Linked DNA regions of Mus musculus: region 1 is linked to region 2. Evidence: chromatin contacts called from public promoter capture Hi-C data. All regions are on one chromosome and are shown on one strand. The core of a region is the stretch at or near the end of the contact, and the rest is flanking DNA. Distances in the headings are between cores, read along the strand shown. Region 1 holds the start of Rfpl4b (ret finger protein-like 4B). Region 2 holds the start of 5930403N24Rik (RIKEN cDNA 5930403N24 gene).

What was found. Promoter capture Hi-C pulls out the DNA fragments that hold promoters and counts their contacts.
Region 1: a promoter capture Hi-C map of second pharyngeal arch cranial neural crest shows a contact between it and region 2, with 27 times the contacts expected there. The contact joins the promoter of Rfpl4b here to the promoter of 5930403N24Rik in region 2. A contact is called at or near these places in 12 of 39 promoter capture datasets (3T3-L1-derived adipocytes, the SN4741 cell line, cranial neural crest and 7 more), 1 of 15 datasets of contacts at CTCF or cohesin (large pre-B cells), 1 of 484 Hi-C or Micro-C datasets (embryonic fibroblasts), 16 of 115 datasets of contacts at active chromatin or transcription factors (the NIH/3T3 cell line, SST interneurons, T-cell acute lymphoblastic leukemia and 12 more) and 1 of 9 other capture datasets (adipose tissue).

Annotation. Positions count from the first base shown.
Region 1 is chr10:38,820,086-38,823,767 of GRCm38.p6, reverse strand. It overlaps Rfpl4b (ret finger protein-like 4B), which reads left to right and starts at 1,989. Exons shown (of 3, transcript NM_001177783.1): 1 at 1,989-2,076; 2 at 2,165-2,966; 3 at 3,064-3,227. The coding sequence starts at 2,165. The coding sequence ends at 2,965.
Region 2 is chr10:37,138,122-37,141,523 of GRCm38.p6, reverse strand. 5930403N24Rik (RIKEN cDNA 5930403N24 gene) reads right to left here and starts at 1,992. Exons shown (of 3, transcript NR_166104.1): 1 at 779-1,992. Marcks (myristoylated alanine rich protein kinase C substrate) reads left to right here and starts at 2,598. Exons shown (of 2, transcript NM_008538.2): 1 at 2,598-3,090. The coding sequence starts at 2,989.

The DNA of each region.
Region 1 (3,682 bases), core at 740-3,239, 1.7 Mb before region 2:
ATAGATTGTCATGAAAGTGTTAAGACATCACAGATCAGTGACTTCAAATATTTCTAGCACTTGAAAAAATTTCTTTAAAAAAGGGCAGTTCTCTCTAAATTCAGAAGAGTTGGGCACTAAAGTGAGTATTTCTGGCAAGAAAATATTTCTCTGGGGAAGGGGAGGACTGAACGGTGACAGTAGGCTTAAGCCACTGCTAGAGCCAACTGGAAAATGAGCAGACCAATGAGAAATGATAGTTTCTTTGGTGTTTCTTACCTAATATGGATTCATTACCACAGCCTCATAGAGTAAATGGAAAACATGGAATGCATCTCATCCTTATGGAGTAGAAAATGGAGGAGAAGTGTGTGATGGATATTCCCAGTTGTTAACTACATCTGGAATGAACTACAATCCAGAAATGGAGGGCACACTGTGATCCAGGTCTTGAAGACGCGGGTGTTTGATCTGAAACTTGACGTGGAATGACACGTGCTTTTCATCCAGATCTTGAGACATAGTGGCAGTGAAAAGTTTAGGCCCAGGCATGCTGGTACACACTTTTAATCCCAGGAGACAAAGGCAAGAAGATCTCTGAGTTCAAGCCCAGCTTGGGACAGAGCAAGTTCCAAGTAAAGAACAGTTTAGGTCCAGGTGTGGTGGTGCACACCTATAATCTGGGCCGTACCTTCTGCTGGAGGCCTACATAAGGACACTGGAAGAAGAAAGACTCACTCTCCTTTGCCTGCTTGCACTTACTTGCCAGCACGTCTGTTGAAACCTACTTCTTCTGGATTCTAGCTTATACAGAAGACCAGCTGAAACACCTACCCTCATGGGATTCTTTAATTCCCATTCACAGTTGCCTATTGTTGGATTAGTTGGACTGCAGACTGTAAGTCATTCTAATATATATATATTTAAATATATAGAGAAATTCTGTAAGTTCTGTGGGAACTTTAGAGAATGCTGCCTAACAAAAGTGTTCTGCATTTGCTGTATCATCTGCATCTGCAACTAGTTGGGTGCATCACTGGGGGCTTTGCTGACAAGACCCGTTGCTTGCCACACCATTCCAGTGTGTTGCAGAACAGTGACTTTCTAGGGGACCTGCAAGTCCTTCACACCCATTCTTTATAACCAAATATCTGTGGAAGCAGGAAGTTCTCAACATTACTTATACCTTCCCCTCCTTCCCTCCCTCCCTTTCATCCCTTTCCCTCTCTTCATTTTTTTTTCTTTTTAAAAAAATTTATTTATTGTATGAGTACTCTGCTGCATATACATCCACATGCCAGAAGAGGGCAGCAGTTCTCCTTACAGATGGTTATGAGCCACCATGTTGTTGCTGGGAATTGAACTCAGAACCTCTCAGAAGAGCAGCCAGGGCTCTTAACTGCTGAGCCACCTCACCAGCCTGCCTTCCTTTCTTCCTTCCTTCCTTCCTTCCTTCCTTTCTTCCTTCCTTCCTTCCTTCCTTTCTTTCTTTCTTTCTTCCTTCCTTTCTTCCTTTCTTCCTTTCTTCCTTTCTTCCTTTCTTCCTTTCTTCCTTTCTTCCTTTCTTACCAGACAGAGAAGTAATATTAAGAATATTAAGGAAAAAGAAGGGATATTAGGTAAACAGGAGGAGTAATTCTACAAATCTGTTGAATTCATGGTGACTATAATTAATAATAATAATGTATCCTACAATTGAAAATGACCAAGAAAGTAGACTTGTTCTTATCCTCTAAACCGATAAATATGTAAAATGATGAATATCTTAATCAGCATGATCTAATTACTTAGTGGGTTTTTCTGTGTAGCTCTAGCTGACTCACTCTGTAGACCAGGCTGGCCTCAAACTCACAGAGAACTATCTGTCTCTGCCTTCCGAGTGTAGGACTTAAAGTCATGATTTACTCTTAGAGGGAGTTTTTGACTCACATTGTGGGTGGAGCTTATGGCTCATTGTGGGTGGAGTCTGTCACAGCCACTATATAAGGCTCCATCCAGCCCTAGCGCCTGATTACTTCAACCAAGAGCTTGAGCAAGTAAATACAGAAGCACAAGTGGTCAGATCCTAAGTCCTTTGCTGGAGACCACCAACTCTAGGTAAACTGATACTTCTGTGTGTCTGTCTTCACAATCCTATTTCTCTCTGGCTACAACGTTTGTTTGTGTCTTTATCTTTGGTTTTCAGATGAGGAAAGAGAACTTGGACTCTAAACATCACTATGTAAAAGTTTCACAAGATAACTTAATGGAAAACATTTTGGAAATGGAGGCAACCTGTGCAATTTGCCTGGACATTTACTCTCATCCTATTTATCTCTCCTGCGCCCACATACTTTGCTTTGATTGCGGTAAAAAATGGATGACAAAGAAAGAAGACTTGATAATGACCTGTCCCGTGTGTCGAAAAGAACAAAAGAGACCTGTCAAGTATGATGGGGTAATGAAAGAACTGGCCATCCTTTTAAAGCAGCATGGCCCCTTACTGAAGCAACATAAAGGGCAGATCACTGGACTTCTGAGATTGGTATCAGAGAATACGGCTCTGGCAGCTAAGACTGGTGACTCCTCCCGGGAACCCTCTAATGATTTAAAGGGTGGGAAGCCTGGTCATAATTTGGTGGAAGATCCCAGAAGATTCATTTCTTCAGCCCATGTCGTGGACAACTCCCACTTTTTTTCAGTCTGCCACTGGGAAGTTGATGTGGAGAAAAGGAACGAATGGGCTCCAGGTATTTGCAAGGAACCAGTCAGCAGGAGGAACATCTATTTACTCCGTGAACATAAGTTCCAGTTGCTTGGTGAGAAGACGAGAGAAATCAGAGTTAATTTTATTTCAGAAAGACACCATAGAAGCCCTGGCCTTTACCACGTAGGGATTTTCCTAGCCTTGACTATGGAAGAAACCAAGTTTGTGATGGGAAAAGCAACGACTTTACCTATGAGCATCATTATCTCTGCTTTTTTGGAGCTCATTCCTTTGTTTTAAGGTAAGGAAAAGGCCAGTGGAAGGGAAAAGTGGTGCCCCCATGTTAACATCTGCCTTTGAGTAATTCATCAATTATTAGTTTTTAATCTTCCTTTCAGAGCAAGATTGGAGGACCAAGGTAAAGCATTGCACTAAGACTTGGAAGACTTCTGATGAACTCTATAGACTCCTGAGATCACTCTGGGGATAATTATGTTGTAGGCAAATAGCTGTGTACTGTATATTTTTTTTACAGTAAAATATTGTCAATGTTTTATGGATATAGAGTATCCGTGCTTACTGGTTTTTATGTAAACTTAATACAAACTGGAGTTACCTAAGAGGAGGGAGCCTGAATTGAGATGCCTCCATAAGATTAGGCTGTAGACAAGCCTGTAGGGCATTTTAAAAATTAGCGTGGTGGCGCATGCCTTTAATCCCAGCACTCGGGAGGCAGAGGCAGGCAGATTTCTAAGTTCAAAGCCAACCTGGTTTACAAAGTGAGTTCCAGGACAGCCAGGGCTATACAGAGACACCCTGTCTCGAAAAACAAAAACAAAAAAAACAAAACAAAACAACAACAACCCCCCCCCCCCAAAAAAAAATAGTGATTGATGCAATAATGTTCAGCTCATTGTTGGTCCGGCTACACATAGGCTGATTGGTCTTGTTTTCTATAAAAGCAGGCTAAGTGAGCCATAAGATGCAAGCCAGTGGTCTAGCTCTCAGCTCTGCCTG
Region 2 (3,402 bases), core at 743-3,242:
AGGTAAAGACCAGCAGCTCCAATAGCTTGCTGGCATTCCTTAAGGTTCATAGCAAGAGTCAATCTCTTCCCTTTTCCCAGCCCCGCCCCGCTCTCCCATCCACCCGCCTCTTCCATTCTCGCCAGGCTTAGTGGGTGCCTGAGTCGGGGTGGGAGGGGAGGAAAGGGAGAGGGAGATTTCAGAGCTCCGCCCAAACCCGCCTCCCAACCCATTCTCCCGGGGACCGCCAGCTTTCCAACCACACTGGCAATGAGCTTTCTTATCCAAAGGAAATCACGTCTTCAGCTGCAAAGTAGGGACCGCGGGGGGGGGGGGGGGGGGACAGCCCGCGTGTTTACTCTCGTTGGCTCTCTCCCGCGCTGCTGCAGGGACGGATTGGCTCTCCCGCTCCCCTGACGCTCACGGGCTCCGCCCCGGAGCGGCCATCTGCTCCTCGTGGGTCCTGGGGTCTCCTCCTGACCCACTCCCTCCGCCCCTCCTCTCGCGCCCCTCCCCGCCCCCACTCCGCCGGGCTCCGCCCCTTCCCCCTCCCGGCGCCTGGGGCTCCGAATCTTCCCCGCGGTTGCCCCGGAGACGAGCCGATACCAGGCAAATAGGCATTGGAGAAAGAAAAGGGGGGAAAGCTGCACGACAGCCTGTTAACAAAGGAGCCACAAAAGCAGCCCCCGAATGTCTGGGAGAAAAAATCCGAAAGCGAACTAGCAATCATCCCAATTTAAAACCGGAGGGAGACGCAGAGGAAGGGGCAAGGTTCCCGTGGGGTGGGTGCACAGATTGCCTTTTGAGCCTTTGGGAATCTCCTGGATGGTGGTGTTGGACCAGCCCAGTTGACTTTTCAAGTTGGAACTGCTAATGAGGGATTCGTGTCCATCCTGGCGGCCGGGTTCTCGGGCCAGTCCAGCAGGCTTCCTTACGGGTGCTAACACGTTGGTTGGCAAGACGCGTTTCGACGAAATATTCCTTCCAGGCGCTCCGTGGAATATGACTTTGGGATTTAATAATGTATCTAAAGGTACTGGACAGGAGATGAAACTTCACGCAACGATGTTCTGCTCAGGGACTGTCAAACAGCACTTGAACAAAGGGTTATTGGCTTGAACCAACTGTCCTTTTCACTCAAAGTGTGACCTATTTCCCTACAATGAACAGAAAGTAACTGTTTGACAATTCCGAGCCAACACTAAGAGAAACGAGCCATTCCCTCGACTGCTTCTCGCCTCCATCGTTCACGTTGCAGTCATTAAATGCAAACGCCGAAAGATGTTTTGGATGTTTTCATGAGCGAGACTAGAGGAATATTTATTAAGTTGCATCCTCTATCCCCTCTCCCTTCCAGATACATTAAATCAACGCCTGGTCTTTCACACACTAAAAGCGTCTGGTACTTCGGTGGCAAGGGCTGTAGCGAACGAGAGAGATATCCTACACACCGCTGTAGAGCTTTGCCTTTAGCCTGGGTTAGACGTGGAGTCTCCAGGGATTTTCTTTCTGTCTCTCAACCTTGCAGGCGATTTCTTCTGAGACTAGGACTCGGTCTTTTAGGATTTCCTCGCTGTTGCCTCTCTTCCAGGAGCACACTTGATGCTGTGCACAGACAAGTTCAAAATGAGAGTCCCTCCGATGTTGGCAGCAGGCTAGGAAAACAACCCGTGTCGACGAGAGTAGCTGCCTCCCAACTGTAAATATGGATTCGTACACTCAAGGCTCGGTCTAGTTTTACCACAGAGGAAAATTAATGATGTCGTTTCTTACAGTGATAACATGCTAGCAAGTTTCGATCTTCTGAAAATGGTCCTCACAATGTTTTGTGGAAAAGTGATCGGTAATTGGAATAGTTGGAGAGACGCGATTTGAGGTGCTCCAAGGACCAATTTCAAAATATTTTATTTCACGCCTCTAGGAGAGAAAGGAACGAGCATGGCTTAGGCTGTTTGCTGTTTTTGCGTTTCCCACATCTGGCCTACAGACCTAATTCCAACTGGAGATCTTGCTAGATGAAATTCGATCTTCGTGGTTTAAATACCTTTCAGTGTGGGACGATTTAACAATTGCAGCAGTTTTTTTAAAAAAAGAAACACCCCCCCCCAAAAAAAAAAATCCTTGCGCACTATCTGTGAAACCCTTATGGAGTGCGGAGGGAAAAAATGCTGCTAGCACACAAATCCTACCCATTGTCTTTAACACTCGTATACACACTTATACACGTAAACACACGGGAAAGATGGGGGAGGGGAGAGAATGGCTAGAGACAGACGCGGATATAGACCGGCAAGAGTCAATGCGAGTCAAGTTAAAGCTTTCTCCGCCCCCATCCATAAGTACCCCCTCCCGCGTTAATTAATTCCAAACAAAGCAAGCCAATCAAGACATGCATTATTATTTTCAGGCCGAGGGAGACGAGAAGCACGTATTTTTTAATTGATTTATTTATTTGGAAGACATTAATTCTTGGTCTGAGGCTGATTTTCAAACCGTTTGCAAAGCGCGGCTCCATTGTTCGCCCGGAGCGCAGGCCCCGCCCCCTGCTTTGTGTGCGGCGCGCGGATTGGCCAGCGCGCGCGGGGGCCGCGTCAGCGCCCGCGAGCCCATTCATCTGTGCACTTGGGCGTTGGACCCCGCATCTTATTAGCAACCAGGGAGATTTCTCCATTTTCCTCTTGTCTACAGTGCGGCTACAAATCTGGGATTTTTTTTTATTACTTCTTTTTTTAAAAAAACTACACTTGGGCTCCTTTTTTGTGCTCGACTTTTCCACCTTTTTCCCTCCTTCCTGCGCTGCTGCTTTTTTGATCTCTTCGACTAAAAATTTTTTATCCGGAGTATTTAATCGGGTCTCTTCTGTCCTCCTCGCCACCCCCACCCCCTCCCTCCGGTGTGTGTGCCGCCGCCGCTGTTGCTGCTGCTGCTGCTCGCCCCGTCGTTACACCAACCGAAGGCTCTTTGTTTCCTCTCTTGGATCTGTTGAGTTTCTTTGTTGAAGAAGCCAGCATGGGTGCCCAGTTCTCCAAGACCGCAGCGAAGGGAGAAGCCACCGCCGAGAGGCCCGGGGAGGCGGCTGTGGCCTCGTCGCCTTCCAAAGCAAATGGGCAGGTAAATTCTACCTGTGGTTCTTGGCATTTCTTGGGTGTCTTTCTCTAATCTGGACGCCTCGTCTTCCCTCTGGTCGCGCCCGAGATGCATTCGAGGGAGGGGAGCCTAGCCAGATTCTAGTCTGAAAGTTGAATGGGTAATGATAGCCTAAATTGTCAATTTTTCATAGGAAGGGTACCCTCCACCCCCACCCCAAAGGAGTGGTTCCTAAGGATCCTGGCCAATTCTTGAGTAGACCGGAGGAAGAGTGATAAATCGTCTAAAATGGCGTGGTTTGGAGATTGGCTGAACGTGACTAGTTAGATGCACCCC